Linked DNA regions of Sus scrofa: all the other regions are linked to region 1. A link is a contact called in public Hi-C and HiChIP or PLAC-seq data. All regions are on one chromosome and are shown on one strand. Each heading gives the region's core, a stretch centred on a gene start, on an enhancer-like site or on the middle of the called end of the contact. The rest is flanking DNA. Distances are from core to core; before and after follow the strand shown.

What was found. A called contact is a pair of places that touch in the nucleus more often than the background predicts. HiChIP or PLAC-seq counts read pairs in DNA pulled down with a chosen protein or histone mark.
Region 2: a contact with region 1 is called in a Hi-C map of skeletal muscle, with 2.6 times the contacts expected there. The contact joins the enhancer-like site here to the promoter of RIN2 in region 1. A contact is called at or near these places in 11 of 47 Hi-C or Micro-C datasets (alveolar macrophages, embryonic fibroblasts, fetal heart ventricle and 4 more) and 2 of 2 datasets of contacts at active chromatin or transcription factors (alveolar macrophages and skeletal muscle).
Region 3: an H3K27ac HiChIP or PLAC-seq map of alveolar macrophages shows a contact between it and region 1. The contact joins the enhancer-like site here to the promoter of RIN2 in region 1. A contact is called at or near these places in 1 of 47 Hi-C or Micro-C datasets (embryonic fibroblasts) and 2 of 2 datasets of contacts at active chromatin or transcription factors (alveolar macrophages and skeletal muscle).
Region 4: a contact with region 1 is called in an H3K27ac HiChIP or PLAC-seq map of skeletal muscle, with 2.5 times the contacts expected there. The contact joins the enhancer-like site here to the promoter of RIN2 in region 1. A contact is called at or near these places in 7 of 47 Hi-C or Micro-C datasets (embryonic fibroblasts, fetal heart ventricle, heart right ventricle and 3 more) and 2 of 2 datasets of contacts at active chromatin or transcription factors (alveolar macrophages and skeletal muscle).

What each region holds. Positions count from the first base shown.
Region 1 is chr17:27,939,089-27,945,324 of Sscrofa11.1, forward strand. RIN2 (ras and Rab interactor 2) reads left to right here and starts at 2,245. Exons shown (of 13, transcript XM_021077420.1): 1 at 2,245-2,260; 2 at 4,759-4,851. The coding sequence starts at 4,795.
Region 2 is chr17:28,046,970-28,053,205 of Sscrofa11.1, forward strand. RIN2 (ras and Rab interactor 2) reads left to right here. Exons shown (of 13, transcript XM_021077420.1): 11 at 738-869. Among named protein-coding and RNA genes, the nearest start is that of NAA20, 20 kb to the right of the region's middle. Within about 2 kb of position 2,647, at least 10 of the 83 cell types and tissues checked have an H3K27ac peak or open chromatin away from gene starts, as enhancers often do. A contact at or near this core is called in alveolar macrophages, liver and skeletal muscle, where this site is marked.
Region 3 is chr17:28,026,753-28,032,988 of Sscrofa11.1, forward strand. RIN2 (ras and Rab interactor 2) reads left to right here. Exons shown (of 13, transcript XM_021077420.1): 8 at 3,139-3,703; 9 at 3,739-4,310. Among named protein-coding and RNA genes, the nearest start is that of NAA20, 40 kb to the right of the region's middle. Within about 2 kb of position 3,494, at least 58 of the 83 cell types and tissues checked have an H3K27ac peak or open chromatin away from gene starts, as enhancers often do. A contact at or near this core is called in alveolar macrophages, embryonic fibroblasts and skeletal muscle, where this site is marked.
Region 4 is chr17:27,859,655-27,865,890 of Sscrofa11.1, forward strand. No RefSeq gene overlaps it. Among named protein-coding and RNA genes, the nearest start is that of RIN2, 79 kb to the right of the region's middle. Within about 2 kb of position 2,822, at least 10 of the 83 cell types and tissues checked have an H3K27ac peak or open chromatin away from gene starts, as enhancers often do. A contact at or near this core is called in skeletal muscle, where this site is marked.

The sequences.
Region 1 (6,236 bases), core at 995-3,494:
AGGAGCTGTCCCCTAGGAGGGACAGGAAGAGCCAGAAGGCTAATTCTTGGATGGTCTGAGGGCTGAAATGAGGGCACTGGGTGGAAGGCGAGAGAAGCAGCCTCCCATCCCAGGAAAGAAGGAACTTCTAAGCACCGCTGCCCACGTGTGTCCAGGGTGCTTTCATCGCACGTGGTGAAGGTGTCCATGCCTGGGCTACCCTGGGCACCAGCGGAGTTTCTGCAGGTGGATGAGGCCAGAGCTTCTGTGAGACACCCATGTTCCAAGGATGCAAGGGATGGACCTCCCTGGAATTAGCCCCCCGGGACAGGCCAGTCCTGTGAGTGGCAGAAATGCGCAGTTTACCCCCAAGCACCTTGCTGAAAAAAGAAGAAAAATTATTATCCTCCATCACTCCTGACAATTAAGATAGCTAGTAGCACGGTTCCTAATTCTGTTTAAACTCTGCAATCAGGCAAGGGGCCTGGGAATGTAGTTCTTTGCTTCTGATTTCTTACCTCCCACAAATTAGTTTCTCTTTTCAATGAACAGTTGTCACGATCTTAAAAATGTTTTGGGAGTTCCCGTCGTGGCGCAGTGGTTAATGAATCCGACTAGGAACCATGAGGTTGCGGGTTCGATCCCTGGCCTTGCTCAGTGGGTTAACGATCCGGCGTTGCCGTGAGCTGTGGTGTAGGTTGCAGACGCGGCTCGGATCCTGCGTTGCTGTGGCTCTGGCGTAGGCGGGTGGCTACAGCTCCGATTCAACCCCTAGCCTGGGAACCTCCATATGCCGCGGGAGCGGCCCAAGAAATAGCAACAATAACAACAACAACAACAAAAAAGACAAAAGACAAAAAAAAAAAAAATGTTTTGAAAAGTTCATCTGATGACTGAGAGCAAATCAATGCTGGTCAGTGGTACAAGATGCTCAGAGGGAAAAAAAAAAAAATTAAATTCACTCAAATCGTCAAGCCAGAGGCTGGAGTAGAGCTTTTCTGTCCAATTTGTACAATCCGTGGTAATACCAAGATAATTATGGAAATATTCAGAGATCTTTCCTGGATCCAGACACAGAACCGCCCCACTGGCTTATACCTCTTTGTAAAGACGAAAACCACTTAAAAGAGAGGACCTGCTGTTATTGGAGCCACTCAGGGAACCAGGAGAAAAGGTGACACATTTCTCAGGACTGGCCTCAACCCGACAGGTCCCCAGGGGTGAGTCACTTTTTCCGACTTCAGTGAGTTTGACTGTGAAATGATTGGAGTAGTGAGATCTTGTTTACCAAAGGACTGAGGCTACTTTGCCTCGCTTCATTCAACTGCTGGGAAAGAAGAAAGAAGGGGGTGATGAGAAAGCTGCTGTGGCCGACGTTCGCAGCAGCAGGTGATAAGAATCCACGACTTGCAGAAGCCGAGTTTGTTTTAAAGCAGACTAGTGAGTGGTGGGTGCCTGTGTGTACCTGCTTCTGCTTTGTGGCTTTGCTCTTGTGACCAGAAGTGGGTGCACTAGGAAGCGTCTAGGCTGACTCAGTAAGTCCAAGACGGGTAGGGAGGGGAGGAGGTCCCTCTCGGGGGAGAGACTACCTTGCCCAGATCTGGCCCCTGGCCAGTTAGAGCAAAAGCTGGTGTTTTGCCAGAGACTTAGCTCCGTGGATCAGTGAACTGGAAATCGGGCCCCGGGTGTCCCAGCCTCCATCGGCCAGCCTGCAGCCAAGGTCCAGGTGGGGGTGTCCCAGCGTCCGTCCTCAGCTGCTCCTGATGGAATGCACTGGAAAGCCAACCTGGAGCCCAGCCAGATGACTCTGCATTCTGGATGCTGAAATTCCAGGATGGACTTCACTTCCTTGGGTCACTCTTGGGGCCACATAGAAGCCACAGTGAGGCTTTCTCCAAAGTGGCCGAGTCGGGTGTCCAGGGAGAGAGGAATACTCACTTCCTGCCTTTGTCCTTTCGCTGGACTGCAGCAACTAGCTTCGTTTACATTCTTTCAGTGGTGTTATTGAAAAGGCTTGGCAGCTCCAAAGTGTTTGCAGTGTCCTTTAGTCCCATTAGGGCTTTCTCTCTCTCTCTCTCTGTCTCTCAATGTCTCTCTCCCCCTCTCTCCCTCCCTCCCTCTCTCTCATTCTCTCTGCTAGCTTTTAGCTAGCATCTGGAAAGATCCACTGGACGTGCTGGGCTCCTTGTTGGGGAATCCACTCTACCTTTCAAGAAAACCAGGAAAGGCACACGCTTCCACCGTTTAAGTCTGGAGGAATTTTACAGCCTCTCCAACTACGGTACCTTTTCTGTTTCTTAGTCTAGCCTGTTACTGGGATGGTTTCAGGATGAAACTGCTGGCGTAACCCCTGAAGGGTGAAGGGGTGGGAACCACCAATGGAAAAAAAAAGTCTCCTTTCAAATTGTATAAAATTTCTGCCCATGTTGAGTTAAGGTGTTAGAGGCTATGGTTTGGGAAGGAAACTAGTGCTGCTACAACAGGAAAGACCCGAAACCCAGACTTCTTCAGGGGCCCTTAAGAACTTCATTTTTAAAAATTTGAATGCTGTGTGATGTGCCATCCATTTGGATTTCATCCCGTGGGAAGGACCCGCCATGGCCCCTGGCAGCCTGCTCTTGTCACCTGCTCTCAGCTCCATCGTGGAGCGGCCTTTTCAAGAAGCAGAGATGCAGCGTGGTATCTTCTGGAAGAAAAGTGATGGACCTGCCCGCCCCACACGGAATCCACACTGGATGTTTCCTTGAGGACCCCTTAAGGTGGAAGTGTGCACGTGCATTCTTCAGGCAGCTAATTAAACATCAGCTCCTGGGATCCAGACTGCTCTGTGGTTATAGGCAAAATTCTCTGCTTGCCATGGCTCATCTGAAAGGGTTTGTACATGGAAAAGTTCCGAACAGAACAAAGAGACTTGGGTCTGGATGAGGAATAAAGTCTTGGCTCTCGCCGAGCCTTTCTGTAACTGCTATGCGATGTCAAATTCCTTGCCGAGAAAAAGCGTCTGGAAGAAAAAGAATTACAGGCATTAGGCTCAGTTTCAAGGAGGGATTTGCGTGTGTGTGTGTGTGTGTGTGTGTGTCTGGATTGAAACAGTTAATCATTTGCTTCCCAAGGTTACAGTGTGGCTGTGGTTGTGTTCCTTGTTCCGCACAGAGCACTGTGTTTCCTTCTGGAGTCGCTCCAGCCCGTGGACTTTGCTCATAAGTGATGGGCTTCAGAGGGCTCGGAGCTGGGGCGCTGTACAGCCCGAGAGCGTGACTCTCAGAGTCAGCAGGATCACAGTGGAGAGCTCACCGTTCGGAATGTTGACCTTCATCCCAGCAGGATTGCAAGTGGAAAGAGTCACAGGGGAGACACTGCGGAAACTTTAAAGGGACCAAGCCTCGGAGAAATGACCGAAATAGGTGACAGCTCCAGAAGGAGGGGTGGGTGTGTGCTGCCTGCTCCTTTTCTTAGCTGACATTCCATGGTCAGCGGAACCCCACCGTAAACATAAACAGAGAGGCAGTCATGGACTGAAACGTGCCTCGCTCCAAAGATCATTGCTTCCTAATGTATGCAGTTCTCTGCCAAATAATTGTGCTTCACCACTTGCTGAGATGTCCCTTGGTGCCCCTGCCTCTCTGTCCCCAGCTAATAATGAGACAGCCTCAGCAAATGGGCAGAAACTCCTGTGATTTGGGTGCCTTCCCACCCCACCCCTGCAGCTGAACCCCTTTTAACATCCACAGATATGTTTTCATTTAACTTCTTTTGTTGTCCTTCCACTGGGCGCTGGTTGTGCTTAGGATCAGCTACCTCTTGTGCCTGTTATGTGCGCTGGAAGGCGGCTTTGTAATTGTGCCTGGTCCTGGAAGCTGGTCCAGGAATGCTCGCCTGGGCATCCTCAGTACACGCTGGCTGAGGCGAGGCCAGCAGCCTGGGGGCGTGCGCGTGTGTGTGCTTGTGCGTGCGCACTCAATTGCGTGTGTGTGTGTGTGTGTGTGTGTGTGTGTGTGTGTGTGTGTTTTATTTAGAGGTGGACTTGGAAGGCGTTATAGCCGAGAGAAGATTATTGGATTATGATGCTCCAGTGAGGGCAATTCCAAGCTCAAATAGCCACAGTTATGATTCAGGATCAATCACGCCCTGAAATTCCCCTCTGCGTTCCAAAGTCCGCCTCCCACCCCCTGCGTCTTGCATTATCCTGGAGCTGCTTACGTGCTCTTTCTTACCCAAACTGATCTCTGTAAACAGGGACCCAGGATTTCAGCCCCATCTTTGGTTTCTCAGGAGAAAATAGAGGGGTTTCTTCCCAGTGCCCTCGTGTTGACCTTGCCTGGGGGGAGAGGGGCAGCAGAGCTAAGGATGACCTCACCCCATTCCTGCAGGATTTCCTGAGACATGGAAGGGCTCATTCTTCCGCTGTCCTTCCGTGATCAGCCTCCATGAGCCTCGGAGCAGATTATGGTGACATCTGATATTGTCCCTTTAGGACTTGAGCGTGAGGTCAAGCAAACCCACAAAGCAATCATTATGCTTTCCGCCCGTTCCAGAGAGCTTCTGCGTCAGCTGGAGGCACGGGAGGTGGGCCAGTGAGGTGGGGCACAGTCTAGGAACTGTGCTGTCTGAGGCAGGAAATCAGCCTGAAAAGAGATGGAAGGGCTTTGGTGGGAAAGAAAATGGCACTCTGTTGTTGATGGAAAAAGATCTTGGCAGGGCTGTTGTTGTGCGTGTTCTGTGGCTTAGAAAGGAGTTTCCTGCAGGCTGGACTAACCATTAAAAATATCTCTACCTCAGGAGTCCCAGACGTGCAGTGGAGCCTTGCCGGGGGAAATGTCAGCTTGGACCATGGGTGCCCGCGGTCTGGACAAGCGAGGAAGTTTCTTTAAGGTAAAAGGCGGCCCTGATTGGGGTGGGGTTGCTAATCGGCGGGGGGCGGCGGGGGGGCCTTCCTCTCTGAGCCAGCTTTGGCCTGCAGCCTGCCTGAGCGGCTTCGAGCAACTCCCAGGTTTTACAGTAGCAACGGGCTTCTGTGAGTCAGTGCTTCCAGAAGGGGCTAGGACCCCAGGCTTGGGGAGTTGCCTGTGTGAGACAGTTGAGGCAGCCTTTCTTTGTCAGCTGCTCACCTGGTCCTTTTTCAGCTGGATGTTTCTTGATGGGAGCTGGACTTGGCATTCAAGTGACTCAGGGCGGCTTATGTGATTTACACTTTGCTTGATTCTGTGAATCACTTAAATGCTCACTTAAAAAAAGAGAACCACACACAGATGCCTGGGCCTTACTCTAGATGGGCTGGTTTTTTGGTTTTTGGGTTTGGTTTTGGTTTTCTGCTGGTATGTTTTATCAAACACCTCAGAGGCTAGAGAGAGCCAAGGCAGCATTATTAAACTGTACCACTTTTCGGAGTTCCCGTTGTGGCTCAGTGGGTAACGAATCCGACTAGGAACCATGAGGTTGCGTGTTTGATCCCTGGCCTTGCTCAGTGGGTTAAGGATCCGGTGTTGCCGTGAGCTATGGTGTAGGTTGCAGATGAGGCTAGGATCCAGGATCCAGTGTTGCTGTGGCTGTGGTGTAGGCCGGCACCTACAGCTCCGATTCGACCCCTAGCCTGGGAACCTCCATGTGCCGAAGGAGCAGCCCAAGAAATGGCAAAAAGACAAATAATAATAATAATAATAATAAAATAAAACTGTATCACTTTTCTACTCGCCTGCTGGTGTCACGGGGGTACTGTGCTAGCTTAATGAGATAAGATTCTCAATGCGTGTTTTCTGTACTCTATGTGTGTGTGTTTTAAATTAAGACCGGGAAATCATTTCTAATGCACACTTGGGAATTCGTTTTCTTCTTTTGGCCTTTGCCTTATGTTCTTTCACCCTCCCAACAACGCATCCTCTTTATAGAAAATTTGGAAATCACAGAATCGTGTAAAAGAGGAGGGATGTGGAGGTCAAATGTGCAGGCAGATCTGTCATAGGCAGGTACTCACACCCCAGCTCTTTTCCTCAAAGGAGGAGTGGCATAGAGGCCTCTTTATTACTGAGGAAAACTGACCATATTTACTAGTTACCCACCCTGATGGGTTGTATGTATATATTATTTCACATGTATGTGCTTCCTGTTTCCAAGAGACCACACCTGATTTATTGTCAACTCAGGAAAAAAAAATAAAAAATCCATCAGGGAGTTCCTATCACGGCTCAGAAGAAACGAATCTGATTAGCATCCATAAGGACACAGATTCGATCCCTGGCCTCACTCAGTCGTGTAAGGAT
Region 2 (6,236 bases), core at 1,397-3,896, 110 kb after region 1:
CAGCCACAGCAACGCAGGATCCGAGCCGCGTCTTTGATCTACACCACATCTCCTGGCAACACCGGATCCTTAACCCGCTGAGCAAGGGCAGAGATCGAACCCACAACCTCATGGTTCCTAGTCAGATTCATTAACCACTGAGCCACAACGGGAACTCCTAGCACATTTAAATAAATGGAAGACAGAGAAGGAGACAAATTATTCCTTATTCAAGTTAGGTCCTGTCATTATGTTCATGATGACTTTGCACAGAAGCAACAGAAATAAAACCAAAAGGATGAACAGAACAAGCAGACCCCTGGCAAATGTTTCATCATATCATTTGCTGAAAAGTTAAACTCTTTAAAAGTACGCAGGAGTTCCCTGGTAGCCTGGAGGATTAAGGACCTGGCATTGTCAATGCTGTGGCTCAGCTTCAATCCCTAGCCCAGGAACTTCCACATCCACATGCCCTGGGCACAGCCAAATAAATGAATAAAAATAAAAGTACTCTATTCTGTTGCACGCATTGAGGCACATCCTGAAAATGGGGAGAAAATCTTTCCTGTGTTCATTGTGAAGTTGTGAGTGGGTTAGGTCTCGGACCACATAGGATTCCATAAACACCCACCTCTTCCCCTGAGCAGCACACTTCCCCAGCATGACTCCCCGCCGTCTAATAAAAGCAGCAAGTAGGATGTGAAAGAAAGACATGTTGGTAAAAATAATCCCGTCTCCCCCTTTCTTCCTGCTCCCAGGGAGGATGTATGGAGCTGACGACTTTTTACCCGTCCTGACCTATGTCATAGCTCAGTGTGACATGCTGGAACTGGACACTGAGATCGAGTATATGATGGAGCTCCTGGACCCGTCCCTGCTACATGGAGAAGGTACCTGGGCTTTGGAAGAAGTGGGAGGAACTGGGGGCTCCTCTTCGGTTTCACTTTCATTTCTTTTTCCAATTTGGTGAAGTTCACACAACACACAACTAACCATTTTATTTTATATTATTTTATTTTATTTATTTATTTTGTCTTTTTTCCATTTCTTGGGCCACTCTTCACGGCATATGGAGGTTCCCAGGCTAGAGGTCCAGTCGGAGCTGTAGCCACTGGCCTGCACCAGAACCACAGCAACGCAGGATCCGAGCCACATCTGCAACCTACACCACAGCTCACAGCTCACGGCAACGCCAGATCCTTAACCCACTGAGCAAGGCCAGGGATCGAACCCACAACCTCATGGTTCCTAGTCGGATGCGTTAACCACTGTGCCACGACGTGAACTCCATAATTAACCATTTTAAAGTGAACAGTCCAGGGTTTCCATCGTGGCTCAGCGGTAATGAATCCGTGAGGATGCGGGTTTGATCCCTGGGCTCCATCAGTGGATTAGGGATCTGGCATTGCCGTGAGCTGCAGAGTAGATCACAGATACAGCTCAGATCTGGAGTGGCTATGGTGTAGGCTGATAGCTACAGGTCCAATTTGACCCCTAGCCTGGGAACATCCATATGCCGTGTGTGTGGCCCTAAAAAGAAAAAATAAATAAATAAAAATGAAGTGAACAGTCCAATAGCATTTAGTTCATTTGCTATTTTGTGCAATCCTCCCCCTCTCTCTAGCCCCAGAACATTTTTATCCCCCTCCCCCAATAAAACCCCAGACCCATTGAGCACTTATGTGGGTGCTTTTTTGACTTCTTCAAGGTTAACGGTCATTTTAATTTTGTTCATTTAGAAGAATGTGCTTTTTTTCCAATTACAAAAGTAATATATGTTCATCACAGAAAATTTGGAGAGGTCAGAAAAACACAAAAAATGTAACCCTGCCATAATTATCCTTCATAAGTTGGAATAATTTCAATTTAAAAAAATCCATTCAATAGAATAAATGACATTTTAAAAAAGAACTGGGAGTTCCCTTCATGGCTCAGTGGAAATGAATCTGACTAGCATCCATGAAGACGCAGGTTCGACCCCTGGCCTCGCTCAGTGGGTTAAGGATCCCGCGTTGCCATGAGCTGTGGCGTAGGTCACAGATGTGGCTCAGATCCTACATTGCTGTGGTTGTGGCACAGGCTGGCAGCTACAGCTCTGATTCAGACCCCTAGCCTGGGAATCTCCATGTGCTACGGGTGTGGCCCTAAAAAGATGATTAGATAGATAGGTAGATAGATGATAGATAGATAGATAGATAGATAGATAGATAGATAGATAGATAGATAGATAGATAGATAGAAAGAACTGGTTTCTTTGCTTCCAAGAGGAAGCTATAAACGTTTGTTGGAGAATATTTCTACCGCCAAAAGAATGGCCTGCTGTTGTATCAGTAAATCAGATGAAGGCTTAACTTTTGTTTCCATCCTTAATTTTTTTAGTTTGGTTTTCAAGATGAAAACAGCATTGATTTTCTGTTTAAAAAATAGCGTCTGCTCACTGGTTAACATGAAACTACAGTGGAGTAGAATGGGGACAGTTGGCTCTGAACTTGCTCTGTCTGGTGTTTCCTTCCTGTGTCTGCCTGACCCTAGCATGTCTTTGCAGAACGTCCTCCCCTTACACACGGGTTGGTATTTGATCACAGAACCAGAGTGTGTGTCACTGTCGTGCAGGGACCTGGAAAGCAGAAATAACCAGGACTCTTATGAGCTAGTCTTCTCAAAGCAGAGTGGGTCGGGGCCTGTTCAGCCTTGGGCACCCTCACAGTCCCTTTGCACATGTCCCCGTCTGAGCCCAGGCCACCCGGAGCTGTGATTGTTGCATAACAATTTTTTTCTCACCAGTGACTTTCAGTCTGGGCGTTGAGCGAAGAGGCCCCGTGCCAGTGGAATGCCCCAGGGAACGCACCATCCCAAGATTTTCCCTGGAGGAAACTTCAGTGCTGTCACTCCAGTGGCCTTAGTTCCCTAAAAGTCCTCAGGGCCTGGCTCTTGCTCAGAGGGTCTGTCCTTCCAGGAGTCCTGAGGTCCCCCTCCTCCCTGTAGGGACAACGCTGAGTCAGGATCGGTGGTGATTGATAGCCTTCCATCCTGTGACTGAGCCTCTCTGGCCCTTCCCCCTCCTCTGTTAATTTCCCCTCATTAGTATTCATGACCCTGGGGCTGGACCCTTAGGGATGGTCACCCAGACCCGACCTGGAGACCTGGAGCCTGCCTCTCCTGCTCTGCCCTGGGGCTGCCCAGGCTGGGCAAAGGCATGGGACTTCGTCCAGACACCAAGGGGAGCAGGCTGCATTTCCATCCAGGCTTTCCTTCCATCCACTGTGTTATTGTTACAATTTTATTTATTTTACCTTATTTATTTATTTATTTATTTTTAGGGCCGCACCTATGACATATGGAGGTTCCCAGGCTAGGGGTTGAATTGGAGCTGCAGCCACCAGCCTAAACTTACAGCCACAGCAACACGGGATCCGAGCCAAATCTGTGACCTGCATCAGAGCTCACGGCAGTGCCGGATCCTTAACTCACTGAGTGAGGTCAGGGATCGAACCCGTCTCGGATATTAGTCAAGTTCATAACCCTTTGAGCGCCACAATGGGAATTCCAATGATTATTACAATTTTATATGCATCTGGGGTTTTTCTGAGCTTCAATCGAGTTTAATTCTAGTAATAAGTATGCTGAATTCTTGGGGCTTTGAAGGAAAGTCATGCCAGTTTGCTCAGAAAAGTGCCATTCTGCTGCTGACAGTGGCTACTTAGGGCCACCATGTGCTTGCTTCCTGTGGCCTGAGGGTCGAGACAGACACTTCCTGCTGCCTTTCCCAATGTTTCCGCAGCACGAGGCACTGCTCTGGGTGCTCTGCTGCTGACAGATGGGCAGGTGGCTGTCTTCCCCTCCATGAATTGCAGGGAAAGACTAGGACCCAGTTACCCAACATACAGAGCAGCCAGGAAGCTTGGGCTTTCACTGGAGCCTGCCTCCACTCAGCTGCCTCCTGGCTTTTTTGCCTCTTTCCTGGGCCAGAGTATTTAGCTGCTGAGATCTTGAAGAACTGTCTCTGGTCAACAAGTGACAACATTCAAGATGGCAAGAGCAGAAGTTCCCGTTGTGGCTCATCAGAAATGAACCTGACTAGTAGCCATGAGGATGTAGGTTCGACCCCTGGTCTTGTTCAGTGGGTTGAGGATCTGGTGTTGCCATGAACTGTGGTGTAGATCACAGATATGGTTCAGATCCGGCTTTGCCATGGCTGTGGTATAGGCCGGCAGCTGCAGCTCCGATTCAACCCTAGCCCGGGAACTTTTCCATATGCCACAGATGTGGCCCTAAAAAGACAAAATAAAACAAAACAAATGATGGCAGGAACAGGGCACCCCATCAGGCTGGCTGGGGTTGCAGACAGGCCAGCCCATCAGACCGAGGGCCCTGCAGACCGGGAGGAAGAGGCAGCGAGCAGGGGTGCACTGCAACCCAGCCTGCATCCTGCCTCGCTGCCCAAAGCCCTCTTTGGTTTGCGGGACCGCAGCCCACAGGAGTTTTCTGCTGTCTAAGCAGGTAGTTTCATTTACGGAGCAGCGTCAGAGGATCCCATTTATGAGCACAGCCGTTGTGGCAGGGTTAGAGTTTTGCTGAAATTTAAACCCTCCTCTAATTGCGTCCACATGTTTCAAAGTGTGGTCAGTCTTGTGCTTCCAGCATTCTGAGTTTTCTTCTCAGTGGCCTGAACTGTGAGCCATGGAGGCTAAAATGTGATGTCCAGAGGACCAAGCCCCCTCCCAAGCTCGGCGTCACAGTCTCTCCAAGCCCACCCTCTAGACCAGCACCGCCACATGCCTTTCTTGGGTACTTAAGTCCATGCTAACTTTTCCTGAAATCCTCCGGGTGGCATTTAAATTCCATGCTACTGGAGTTGCCCCTTTGTGATTCAGTGGTAACGAACCTTACTAGTATCCATGAGGACATGGGTTCAATCCCTGGCCCCACTCACTGGGTTAAGGATCTGGCATTGCCGTGAGCCGTGGTGTAGGTCGCAGATGCGGCTCGGATCTGGCGTTGCTGTGGCTGTGGCAAAGGCCAGCAGCTGTAGCTCCAATTTGCACCCTAGCCTGGGAACCTCCACAGGCCGCAGATGCGGACCTAAAAAGAAAAAAGAAAAGAAATTCCATGCTACTGAGCTTCACACTCAATCATGTGATGTGCTCATGAGGCAGATAGATATTCAGTAAAAATAGCCACTTCAAACTCTGTACTGTGGACAGTGGGGGCTGCCCCAGGGACTTAAACTTGAGGGTGCAACCAGTCAGATGACTCTGAACAGAAAGCCTGGCCTGTGATGGGTGCATGGAAAGTGTGCTGTGGGCAGTGAGAGAGAACCTCCAAGCCTCCACCAGTGACCTGCAAGCCCCAAAAGGGCATTCCTTTCTCAGGGTACAGGTGCAGTGTGATTCACAGGGGGCGTTTGGTTAGTTTCCTAGATGGTGGACCACTTGCCGTCTTGAATGTTGTCACTTATTAACCAGAGAGAGAGCTCTCCAGGGTCTTAGCAGCTAAATACTTTGCCCATGAAAGTGATACTTGCAGACAAAAGGCAAACCAACCACAACTAACGTCGGTCTGGTCCTGCATGAATAAACCGCTAGTGTGCATTTTCTTTAATACATGTATATACTTCTGTAGAGCAGGGGCTCAGATCCTATTTCTTACAAGCCTACCCCTGCTCTATACCTGGTAGGGGCTCACGGTGCGGACTCAGTAGGTATTTGGACAAAGAATGACAATGTGCTGTGCTCAGGGAAATTTTAATAAACATTTGGGCGCCCCCTAGTGGTTCTCCAGCATAAAGCTTACAAGTCCCAGCTATAGTTTAGGACCAAACTATGAACACATTTATACGCCTCCGCCTCTCGGAGGGTTGGTTGCAAGTCTTTTTGACACTCCTCCAAACATAAAACATCATTCTCAAATGCACCGTCAAAGGGGCATCTCTTCCTTTTCCTTGTCAATTATTTTTTCCTGAATGCCGTGTTACGTGAGTCCTAAGGGTAAGAAGGGGAATTGGGAGAAGTTATTTTGAAGAACCCATATTATCGTGAGCACACTTGTATATTGTGTATTTCCTTCAAAATGAATAGTTCCCTTGAAGTTTCAAAAATAATAATTCCTAAAAGAAAGGCCCCAAAGCAGGTCTTGCTGGGAGATATGTGGATGCCTGTTCTTCAAGTAAAGGGCTCAGGCTTTGGAGCAGTGAACTCGGTGACCCTCACATGCCCCACCTCCATCAGCCCCCAGCACCCTGACCCTTTCTACTAGCA
Region 3 (6,236 bases), core at 2,244-4,743, 89 kb after region 1:
TCTGCTGTACATCCTCGATGCAGCCAGCTGGGCACTCGCTTCCCCTCCTGGCTCTTTGCTGAGGCCCCCGAAGCCCAGCATCATGGATGCAGGGACTCGCCTCGGGACATAGGACTCCCCCAGTTTCTTTGTCCCATTGCCCTGGGGAACCTGTGTGGGCTTAACTTTTGCAAAAATGTTCCCCTTCTTGAAGGGAAAGGGGAATTCTCTTAAGATTTCAGGCCTTCAGGAACAACTGGGCCATGGTCTTTTTTTTTTTTTTTTTTTTTTTGCTTTTTAGGGCCGCACTTGTGGCAAATGGAGGTTCCCAGGCTAGAGGTCAAATTGGACCTACAACTGCTGGCCTGTGCCACAGCCACAGCAATGCAGGATCCAAGCTGCATCTGCAACCTACATCACAGCTCACGGCAATGCCAGATCCTTAACCCACTGAGCAAGGCCAGGGATCGAACCCTCAACCTCATGGTTCCTAGTCAGATTTGTTTCTGTTGTGCCACGACGGGAATTCCATAGAACTGCCATAGTCTTTTGAATGGCAGTTTGGGATTCTGGATTCAGGACCAGGATTCCCATCTCCTAGGAAACTGTGATATTTGACCCAACAAATAAAAAATCTATGTGTTACTCCTTTGGCAAGATTTCCTCTCAATCTGAGGAACTTGTTTTGAAACAGGTGCTGTTGCCAAGGGAGCCCATAAAATTTTGTAGGGAAGCCTGGAGGTATATTCACAGTCAGCTCTGAAATTTGGATGCATCTGTGTTGAGTGAGGCCTGTCTGATGGGCCATTGGGTTGTAGGACTGGGAAACAGAATCCTGGTAAAGCTATCAGGGCCTTGCAATGTCCCCACTGCCATCTCTGCCACCAAGCTTTATGCACCTTTGGAGAGAATTTAGAGCATTTCCTGAGTTGAAGGTAATATAATCCACTGGGTTGTTGACCTCCTAAAGACATGCCCTGGGTCCCCATGACCTTTGGTGGCCTCCTGGCTCCGTGGTCGGCCTGCTGTGTGTACATCCTGCCAGGGGCCCGAGGACCCAGGTAACAGGGATGGTACTTGATGTCCCTGTGAAGGGCAAGCAAAAGGAATCCACTCTGGTGGCCACTCTCCAGAGACAACCAAGCTCTCATTAGTGTATATTCAGCTTGTTAATTGTCAACATGCACTTTATCCATTTTGTGAAGAGACAGTGCTTCTTAAAATTCTGTGCCTCATTTATTTGTTCATCCAGCAAGCAGTTCTGGAGGGTCCACTCTGTGGCAGGCACCACGCCCTACAACCAAGGGTCCCTCCCCTCCCCCGCTTCCCAGGTGTACAGTCTGTATGGGAGACTGTACCTGGGAGCCAGGTGTGCTAAGCTTTATAAAGGCCTACAGCTCAACACACCAGGAGGCTAAGGGGGGGGCACTGAGGAGGTGAGAGCGGTTCTACCCAGGCCAAGAGAAATACGAAAAAGGCAAGCCAGTGTGTACTTTTCAATTTTCTAGTAAGTACGTTAAGGAAAATTCAAGGGGGAATTCATTTTTTATTATTTCATCTTTTAGTATGGTATCTGAAATGTTATTGCAATACATCATCCATGTTTTTAAAGTAGTAATAAAACATTTTACCTTCCTTTTTTCACACTGAGTGTTTGAAATCCAGCATGGCTTTTGTCCTTACAGCACACCTCTGTTCAGGCACTAAGTTTTAGGGGGAAATGCATGGATCTCTATTTAGATTTCCTCAGATTTGCAGTTGCAAAAGTGGCCAACCTGGCATTCTCATTGTGGCTCAGCAGGTTATGAACCCGACTAGTATCCATGAGGGTGCAGGTTCGATCCGGGGCCTCACTCAGTGAGTTCAGGATCTCGTGCGGCTGTGGTGAAGGCCAGCAGCTGCAGCTCCAATTCAACCCCTAGCCTGGGAACTTCCATATGCTGAGGGTGCAGCCCTAAAAAGACAAAAAAAAAAAAAAAAAAAAAAAGTACTCACATACCCAGGTTCCAAACAAACTGATGCTTCCCAGTAACTGAATTGAGTGTCAGTTTTGACCTTTAAGTTGATTTCCATGAAATAATATGGAAAATTGAGTCCCTCCATTGCACAAGCAAGATTTCTAGCGCTCACTGGCCGCAGGTGACTGTTGGCTGTCCTGTTGGACAGCAAAGAACAAGAGGGGAGGAAGACAAGAGAAAGTGGCGACTGAAGAGGCACTGCCAGGCATTCAGGGCACAGCTGGGGCAGAGCGGGCTCCAGCCTCAGCTTCTCCCCAGGCCCAGAACTAGCCTTTCCGGGTCCTTGGGAAAGAAACAGCTTCAGCAAACACAAAACAGCAAAGCTGTGGAGAGAGAATCACCTGTTCCAAATGAAAATGACCCCATCACTGCCTCTTTCCGTTTGCATGGAGCACAAGAGATATAGGCAATGTAGCTGCAGGAAGCAATGGGCACCCTCCCCTTCCAGAGAAGGATGAACCAAGCATGAATAGCCAAGGCCAGGAGGCTGCAGGATTGGGAAGGATGGGCAGCAAACCACAAATGTAGATGGTCAAACTTGCACTCAACCTTCGTGTAAGCTGGCTGTCCTGTTTTTTTGCTGATGGGACCCATGAGTGTATTTTTCCTCCTTTTGGGTTTTAATGCTGAATGTGTAAAACCCCAGGCAGATTGTGTAACATCCCCCAGGCCCAGCTGCTGGTCCTGCCCATTAAGGGGGAACTGCCGAGCCCTCTGCAGAGGGCAGCCAGGGAGACGGGGATCAGAAAGGATGCCGCTGCTTTGCGGGCAGATGTGGTCTTCGTGGAGCAAGTGGGGAGCCCCGTGGCCTTTGCCCAGCTTGCACTGTCATCATCCCAGTTCCTTTTGCCTCACCTGGGGAAGCCTGGGCCAGCTCTGTGCGCGGCTGAACCGTCTCCCCTGGGCTTTGACGGTGAAAAGCCTCCAGGGCCTTCCCAAGAGCCCGCAGCTGGTCCTGGCAGCGTTTCTACCCTTTCCAGTAAAGGAATGTAGTTAAAGCAAAGAGAGAGAGAAACACACTGCAGTGTAGCGCCTCCCCTCCAGAGCCGAGTATTGCCCTGCAAGTGTGCTTTTTTTTTGTGAAGGAACAGCCCGAGTGCACTGTATTTACATTCTTGTGTTCACTGATAATGACTTTCAGATTTTTGGAGCTCTCCAGCTGACAGCAAACCCCCAAACCCTCCACCTCCCCATAGGCCTCTCTCCTCCGACGGCGTTGGTCCTGCCTCCCGCCAGCTCTGCCTTATAAATGGAGTGCATTCTATCAAAACCAGGGCGCCTTCGGAGCTGGACTGCAGCCAGACCAACGGAGCCCTCTGCTTTATTAATCCTCTTTTCTTGAAAGTGCACAGCCAGGACCTCAGCGGAGGCCCGAAGCGGCCCTGCACCCGGACTCCCAGCGCGAATGGCACGGAGAGGCCTCGGTCTCCCCCGCCCAGGCCCCCGCCACCCGCTATTAATAGTCTGCACACAAGCCCTCAGCTGCCCAGGAGCGCGGTCCCGGCGAGCATGCCGGAAACAGCCAGCCATCACCCACATGGGAACGTAGCTCTGCTTGGATCCAGACCAACCCCCGTCCCTCCACCCCGGCTCAAGAAGCAGGCTTCTTTTCTGGAGGCGGAGGGCGGCGCAAAGACCTTGACCGGCGGCCGGCCTCGCCTGGAGCCTGAGGGCCTGGCCCGCAGCGCAGGTGGGGCCCCGGCAGCAGAGGAGGTGCTGTTGGTGGTGGAGGAGGAGGAGGCCCCGGGGATTGCACAAGGGCCCGGGCCGCCGCTGCCGCCGCCGCCGCCTCTGCATCCCCATCCCAGCCCCCGTGGCGAGGAGGCAGACAGAGGCTGAGTGACATGAGCATTTCCACTTCCTCCTCCGACTCGCTGGACCTGGACCGCAGCATGCCTCTGTTTGGCTACGAGGCGGACACCAACAGCAGCCTGGAGGACTACGACGGGGAGAGCGACCAGGAGACCATGGCCCCCCCCATCAAGTCCAAGAAGAAGAGGAACAGCTCCTTCATGCTGCCCAAGCTCGTCAAGTCCCAGCTGCGCAAGATGAGCGGGGTGTTCAGCTCCTTCCTGACCCCGGAGAAGCGCATGGTGCGCCGCATCGCCGAGCTGGCCCGGGACAAGCGCACCTACTTCGGCTGCCTGGTGCAGGACTACGTGAGCTTCCTGCAGGAGAACAAGGAGTGCCATGTGTCCAGCACAGACCTGCTGCAGACCATCCGGCAGTTCATGACCCAGGTGAAAAACTACTTGTCCCAGAGCTCCGAGCTGGACCCCCCCATTGAGTCGCTGATCCCCGAGGACCAAATAGGTAAGTACCCACCTCGCCTTTTTTTTCTTTATTATTAAAACAAGCAAACAAACAAACAAAAAAAACTGTAGCCTGGCCAAACAGTGCATCCTATGTCAGTTGTCTGGTAGTTTTCTCTGGTGTTTGAAACAACAACGCACTCTACCCCCGGGCTGATTTGAACTGGGATCGCAGCTGCTTGAGGCAGACGTCATATTATGCCTGACTTGGCTGCTATGTGCCAGGTTTGGACATGTTTTGGGGAACAATCGATGGGAAGGGCAGAACGGCTCTGTTTGGGGATGGAGCTTGCCTTCTGAGGGTCCGCTTGCCCCCTGATTTTGTGCTGTGTGTGTGACCCCCTGTTGAGTGTTTTCTGAACGTGCGTCTCTGCAGGCTCTGCAACCACAGAAAGGTGTCTTTAATGCCTTCTAAGAGGCGGCGGGTGTTTTGTGCTGCTTTGGTTGAAAGTGCCTGTTTTACATTCAGAAGAGGGCAGAGCTCATGGCTGTGTGGCTGGGTGAGTTTCCACAGTGACCACAACTGTATAACAAGCGCCAGCTCAGCAGAACATGACCCACGTCCAGAAGAAGCCCCCTGGGGACCCCCGCCCTGCCGCCTTCTCCCCAAAGGGTAACCGCCCTGCTGGCTTCCAGTCCTAGAATTCAGTAAGAAGCACTGTTTGGCAGTAAGGGAAAAAAAAAAAAATCCAAAGGACAGGTTTGTTTTTGTGTTCTTTTTAAATAAGTAACATATTTGGAGGTCACATGAAAGGTGTTTTCTCCCAAGTCAAGGGGAAATTCTTTCTTCATAACCTCCTTGAAGGGCTGAGTTGCTAATCGTTACTTTGGCCAAGGGAAAATTGGATTTGGCAAGCCGTCTTTTTTCCAGGGCGAGAGTGTTAGGGGATTTTTTTTTTTTTTTTTTTTTTTTTTTAATTTCAGAAGGTTGACTCTGAAAGGCTAATTTCAGAAACTTCATTCACTGGGCAGCAGCAGCCAAAAGAGTTACCAAACATTTCCAAGCGGTTCATAAAGCAAAACCCAAATGTCTTCTTTCTGATTGGGTCTGTTTGTCAAAAGTAGTAAACAGTGTCTGGTAGCAAGTGCTCCTTCTCTTTCCCTCCTCCCTCCCTCTCCCTCCTCCCTCCCTCTCCCTCCTCCCTCCCTCTCTCTCTCCTTTAAGTGAGTTTCAGCAGCTTTTTCATTTTGTCGCAAAGAATCAAAGCCGTGTTTGTTTTCCTGGGGCTTGCGCCTGGGCTGGCAGGGCGGGGCTAGGGCTGGGGTGCTGAACTGAAGGCTGGAAAGAATGTGCCCCAGGATGAGCCTTAATGATAGAAAAGCCTCAGGAAGACGGAATAGGCATGCAGACTGCCTCTGTCCTTGTCCCCGCCAGAGCCTGCTTCTCAGGAGAGACTGACTCAGAGCCTGAACCTACAGGAGTAGCTTCCTCTGGGGGCACCCAGGCGAGCGAGGCGGGCGCTGATGTCAGCACTGGGCTATGCAGCGGGCAGCGCCAGCCAGCCCACGGAGACTAGGCCCCTCCCTGGGGACCAGGCCTTCCCTTCCTTCCCCGCCGCTGCTGCTCTGAGTATCCGGCCAAAGGACCAGTCCCGGGAAGCTCTCCTGCCAGCTTCTTTGAGATGGAGGTTCACATTGGGTTCTTGGTCTTGCAGCAGGAGATCTCATTTTCTCCAAACACAAATTTAAATTTGGCCAGCTGCTGCTGCTCCAAGAAGGATGCAGCTTTCAGTTTAAAATCTAAGGCCATAAGGAGAAGGGAAGCTGACATCGAGGGCATCCCTAATTTGAACCAGGCCACCTATCTAAGCAATTGCAGTGGGTCCTGGCCTGAGCCCTGTGACACAGGTACCTGTGTGCCGTAGGGCAAGGCAGGGCTCTGCCAGGTGCAGCCTGGTGTCCCAGGGCCACCCCAGCCAGGAACTAG
Region 4 (6,236 bases), core at 1,572-4,071, 79 kb before region 1:
GCAGCCACCTACCTGTCAGAGTCAGGAGAAGGGGCCTGCGCTGAACCCCGGAAACCTGGACAGCATCACTACTTCCGCCTGCTTCCTGCCACTGAAGGCTCAAGGGCACATGGCTCGTCTGATGGGTTTGTTTCGTGGAGGGGCAGGGGTACAGCGGCAGTGGGGGTGGGGGAAGGGTCAGCTGGTCTGTCTCCTGCATCCCTTTTTTCATGGAATTTCAGGAAGACTTCAGCTTCCACTGCCCGCCCCCACTTCCCCCACCCTTCTGACACCACCACATTCATTGTTACATTTTTTTTGTCACAGTGGCCCTGGAAGGGTGGGTCTCACTTTTCAAATGGGGAAACTGAGAGCTTAGAGGCTCAGGAACGTGCCTGCATCTCACAGGTGGGCAGTGGCCAAGGCGGGGTTTGGAGCCTGGCTGTGTTTTAGGTCTCACAGTGCAGGGCCCAGAACACCGCTGTGCCAGCGTGGCCTGCGAGTCACAGAAAGGGTTGCTCATCCAGGTGTCACCAGGGAAATGAGTGTCGTCCCTCCCCTTCCTCTGCACCACGCGGATGGAGGTCGAAAGTCCAAGATCGGGGTGTGTTAGGAGGGCGGCTCCCCTGGGATCCACCAGTCAGTAGCAGCTACCTGGGCAGACCCCCACCCTGCCCTGGGTGGTGGGAGTTGGGAAACTTCCATCCCACTCAGGTGGCCTCTCTCCTCCCCTGGCGGAGTCTTGAGCGCCTGAGGCCAGGTGTGAGCACCCCCAGGAGTGCTCTGGCTGGGTCTGGGCAAGCCTGGTTCTCTGCCTGCAGACCCACATCCTCCGGCTCCTGCTGAGCCCATTCGAGATGGTCCTTGCTCAGGGCACTTCCTCCCAGAGTGGCTCGCATGCCTCAGCCACGCACCCAGAGGAGAGAGACCCCACTGGCCTCTCCCCCTGGACACCCCTCCTGTCTCTGGTTCTCAGCCCGGAGCCCCCGGGAGCAGAATGTCCCTAAGCAAATCCTGGAAGGTGCACGTCGATGGCTCTGCTCAGTGTTGAGTTCAAGGTTAGTGCTGCCATCAGCTGGCTGAGAGTTTTAGTGCTATCCCGAAGGTGGAATTTCCTTTTCTCTTCATTGTCTCTTCTTCCTCCTTGTTTGCCTCGGTCCTCGGTCCTCCTCATTCCATTCTTAGCAGTAGGTGGATGCCTATTGGAAACGTGATGGTGATGAGAAGCAAGGCTTGCTTGAAGATAGTGGTGTTCAGAGTTCCCGTTGTGGCTCAGTGGATTACCCGACACAGTGTCCGCGAGGATGCAGGTTCCATCCCTGGCCTGGCTCAGTGGGTTAAGGTTCTGGCGTTGCAGCAAGCTGTGGTGTAGGTCCTACAGATCTGACATTGCTGTGGCTGCGGTGTAGGTCATGGATGTGGCTCGGATTGGAACTCTAGCCCTGGAACTTCCTTATGCCACAGGTGTGACCCTAATAAAAGGGGGGGGGGAGAAGAGGGGAAAAAAGAAAATAGTGGTGTTTTGGAAGACTTGCCACAAGCTGGGTCCTGTTCTAGGCATGTTGCATGTTCTTTCCTCAAAACAGCCTTGAGGGACACTGTTTTTACCCCCATTCTAGAGATGAGGAAACTGAGGGACAGAGAGGTGAAGTCACCTGTGTGTCGTGGTGTCTGGCACGTGAAAGTGCTCGATGAACGTTAGCTGTTATTTGTGGAAAGGAGCCCTGTCTTTAAGTTGAGAATCCCAGTGCAAGTGTTTATGGAGCCGTGATGCTTAGAAACACGGCGAGGGAGTGTGGAGTGGACAGGGACCTGGGAGGCCATGCAGGGCAGGACTATGAGCAGGTGACCCCTGGGCGTAACTGGGCCTCAGTCCCTCTGGGGACCTATGACAGACTGTGTAGGATGTCTCCTGAGATTGTCCCACCAAGACACACGGAAGCTAGTGTATTTCTAGAAGAATTGTGGGGACCTTTTGAAGCCATTGTAAATGTCATGATTATATCCTGTGAGTTCCCCGTTTGTCCAGGGCAGGAAAGAGGGAGAATCTATGGGCACGATTCCCCTAGGTTCCTGTACTTTCTCTTTGTCCTCTGTGTCAGCTCTCACTACGCAACAAACCGCCCCCAGGTGCAGCGGAAAAATTAATACTAAGCATTTATTTCGCTCTTGCTATAAAGGTTGGCTGCAACTTGAGGCTTAGCTGGGCATCTCTACTGACCTTGGCTGAGCCAGCTCACATGCGGGTGGGGAGTGGGAGCTGATCCAGGCTGGGCTGGGCGGCTGCTTCTGGCTGGGGTCCAGCTAGCCAGCTAGGTGTGGCTTCTCACTCTCCACCTGGCTGCATTCTGAGTCCAGGCTAGTGGGCAGTGGTGGCCCAAGGGCAGCTCTACTTGTGACCATGGCAGGGGCAGGGGGTGCAGGTGGAAACCCAGAGGCCTCTTCATTGATGTTCCTGCCTCTTGTATTGATAAAGCAAGTCGCATGGTCAGACCCAAGTGAGGGGCTGAGAGGCAATCTCCGCCTGTCCTGGGGAGGTGTCTGCTGTTGGCCTTGGGCAGGAACCAGAAGGCACTCAGCTGCTACCAAATTGGGCAGATACAGTGTGAAATGTAAAGCATTTTACCAGTGGCATCTTAGTTATAACTTGGGGCAAACCCCCAGATCCTAAGTGATAGTCTCAGTTCTTAACCGGAGATACATGGTCATTAAAAGCTACACAGGCTCAGCTTGCAAAAACCGCTGCTATCTCAGACCTTTGCAGGGGTTTCTGCCTTATCTTGTGTCACGGCTTGGCTCCTCGTGGACTCAGGAGGTGTCTGGCATTGTCAGGTTCCCTCAGTGACAACCTGCTATGTTCCCGGCAGCTGCCTAAAATGGCTTGACTTGGCATCCCAGAGCCCCAGTTGCTCAAGTGCGTCAGAGTGAAATAAGAGCAGCCAGTGGGCTGAAGAAATTGTCAATTCTATTTGCTGTGTGTATTTCCTACAGTTCCGGAGGACGCTTTGAGTGCTATGAAAATGTCATTTCTTTGCCTCGCGCAGTACCTTGGCTCTCTCATCTGGCACGAACAAGGCTTAGCTGGAAGAGGAGGCATCACTTTTATGTTGGTTGGAATTAGCAGAATCTACAGAACTTTTTCCAAGCTAGTATGGAAAAGACTTGCCATTTTATGCTTTTTGTGAGTTCTAAGTCATAAACCATATGCTGAGGGCGGCTTGACTGCTGTGTTCTTGGCCCCGTAGGTCTATGGAAGAAACCTAAGCCTTGAACGATTAAACGTCTTTCCAAACACTCTTAAGTTATTTATGCTGTGTTCACGCGTTGGCCAGGCAAGCAAGACCCTGATCTAGTGTCTCCGTGAGGGCACCCTGTTAGGCCCAACAGAGCAGTCTAAGTAACCCATCACTGCAAGCATGGGCCTTGTCCATGCTGTTGAAATGCCTGTGGCCTTCGGGGCTTGTTTCCATCTTTGTAAATGTGCAAGGATTGGGCAGAAAGTACCAGAGGTGTGAGCCATTTGGTGTGTCACGTCTGGGTGGGAAGGATGGCGGGGGAGTGGAGAGATGAGACAGAGAAGGGAAGCGGTTGTGTTAATGAGCCTCTTGCCACTGTGGACAGCTGGGTCAGGCCCATGAGGAGCTCACCTTAGAGTTGCTTCACCCAGGGAGTGAGGACCCCCAGGAATTTATCCACCAAACCCCATCCATCACTGGCGAAGACCATTCCAGGGGCAACCATCCATCACTGGTGAGGACGATTCCAGGAGGCAGTAGCTCCTTGGTCTTTTGGTCCACCCATGAGTGAGCCACGCCTGCTCCTCAGTCTTCAGATCAAGGAGAGCGGCAGGTACTTGCAGTAGGAAACCCTTGATGGAGATGGGTGGATGCTGAGGGCGTCTGGGTGAGGCACCCTGGGCATCTGCTACAGAGTGTGCCAGACAGTTTGAGGAATGGAAGGAGGGAATTTGTGACTTTTAAGTCTGTGCACAGCTGAAGCTAAATCCCTCTGAGGCCTTTGGACAGAATGGGAAAAGGAGAGCATGGTTTTTTTTTTTTTTTTTTGGCATGGCTATTTACTTAAATATTATCACAGCCATATGATGAAACATTGTACAACCACTGAAAAAGAACTCGCTGGATGACACAAAACTGTCATCAAATTACAGTTTTGAGTAGAAAAAAAGCACAGTTCAGAACAACTATGGCTCTACCCATTGTTTCCAGGGTTTTCCATTATTCCAGAGTGGTTGATCCCAGTAGCTTTGAGGTTTCTTTTTTTTTTTTCTTTTATTTATTTATTTTTTAATATTTTTTTATTTTTTATGTTTTTAGGGCCACACCTTGGCATATGGAGGTTCCCAGGCTAGGAGCCAAAGAGCTGCAGCTGCCAGCCTATGTCACAGTCAGATCCGAGCCACATTGTGACCTATGCCACAGCTCATGGCAACGCCAGATCTTTAATCCACTGAGCGAGGCCAGGGATCAAACCCGCATCCTCATGGACACCATGTCTGTGTCTAAACCCGCTAAGCCACAGCAGGAACTTGATTTGTTTATTTTTTACTTCTTTGTTGATTGAATTCCACTCCTTTGTTTTACATTCCTAGATAACTCATTACTGAGAAATTCAATGATGCCAATTGAGAGACGCCTTATAATGAAGCAAGCATCCTAGTTGCAAAGATAATGTGCACTTTAAGCAAAAGTTTTAACATTTCATTTGGCATTTATTTAAAAAATTTATGGGAGAATAGTTGGCTTATAATGTGTTGGTTTCAGGTGTACAGCAAAGTCAATCAGTTATACATTTACGTATGTCCGTCCTTTCTCAGATTCTTTTCCCGTATAGGTTGTTCCAGAATACTGACTAGATTTTCCTGTTCTGTGCAATAAGTCCTTGTTAGTTATCTATTTTATATGTAGTAATGTATATATATTAATCCTAAACTCCTAGTTTATCCTCTGGCCCCCCATGTTTCCCCTTTGTAACCATCAGTTTGATTTCAAAATCTGTGAGTCTGAAAATCTTTTTTTTTTTAAGGGCTGCACCTGCCGCATATGGACATTCCCAGGCGAGGGGTCAAGTTGGAGGTACAGCAGCCGGCCTATGCCACAGCCACAGCAACTTGGGATCCAAGCTGCATCTTCAACCTACATCACGGCTCACAGCAACGCCAGATCCTTAACCCACTGAGCGAGCGAGGCCAGGGATTGAACCCCCGTCCTCATGGATACTGGTCAGGTTCATTACCACTGAGCCACAAAAAGAACTTCTAAAAGCTTTAACATTTTAATGTCTGATAGTATTCAACAAAAATTAACAAAGGGATATAAAGGACATTTGAGATTGGGTGAGAAATACTATGTTGGCTCCTTTTTTCTTGTAACAAATACCAACTTTATGAAAAGCAATTTGTTTCTTTTTTATGTAGCTGCATTGTGCTTTATGCTCATTCAATTTGGCTACAACTGGTTTTATTAGGCTTTGTTTTGAAAATCTGCCTTTTTTTTCTTCTTTGGACTCTAAAAAGCAGAAGTTCCAGTGACATGCTCAGTGTGGCATTTGCTGATGTGTAAGTGTGCGTGTGGTTTTCATTTCTAGTTGTTTTTTCTCTCTCAACCTTTTCCTTTAGTTAATATGAATCACGTTGTATTTTCTGCTCTTGATCCCTGATTCATGCCATTCACTTCCCCCCCACCCCGAGCTCCCACACCAGAGTCCTCTGGGAAGTGGATTAGTCACCGCCCAGCCGGGTACCTCGCGTGTTGTGGCCAGGATCCACTCCAAACCCTGCCTTCAGGAGGAAGGTCAAGGCCAGGATCCTCTCCAAACCCTGACTTTAAGAGGAAGGTGAAGGCCGCTGTAGCATCTTCCTCTGGGGAAATACTAAGACTTCAGTTTGGGGGTCTGCATGGCTTGTCACACTCCCTAGAGTCATCTTTATGACACAACATACAGACAGATGGGTGTGAAGAAAGACAGAGGGTCTCATTTAATTCAGAAGCTTTTCAGGCACCCATGTGCCCTCAGGAATCAGACATCTGAATTGATCAGAACCCCTTGCCTGCAGCATGTGCATCATGTTTGCGGTTGGGCTGAATCTTACTTTGTGGATGTGATTTTTAAAAACTTGGAACATTTATTTATCTCTAGTATATCTTTATCTGATCCACTAGAGACTGACTTCAGAAATTTTCAAGCCAAAGGAGTTATCGTCTTAGGCCAGACTTACAAAGACATTCTCAAGGTGCCTT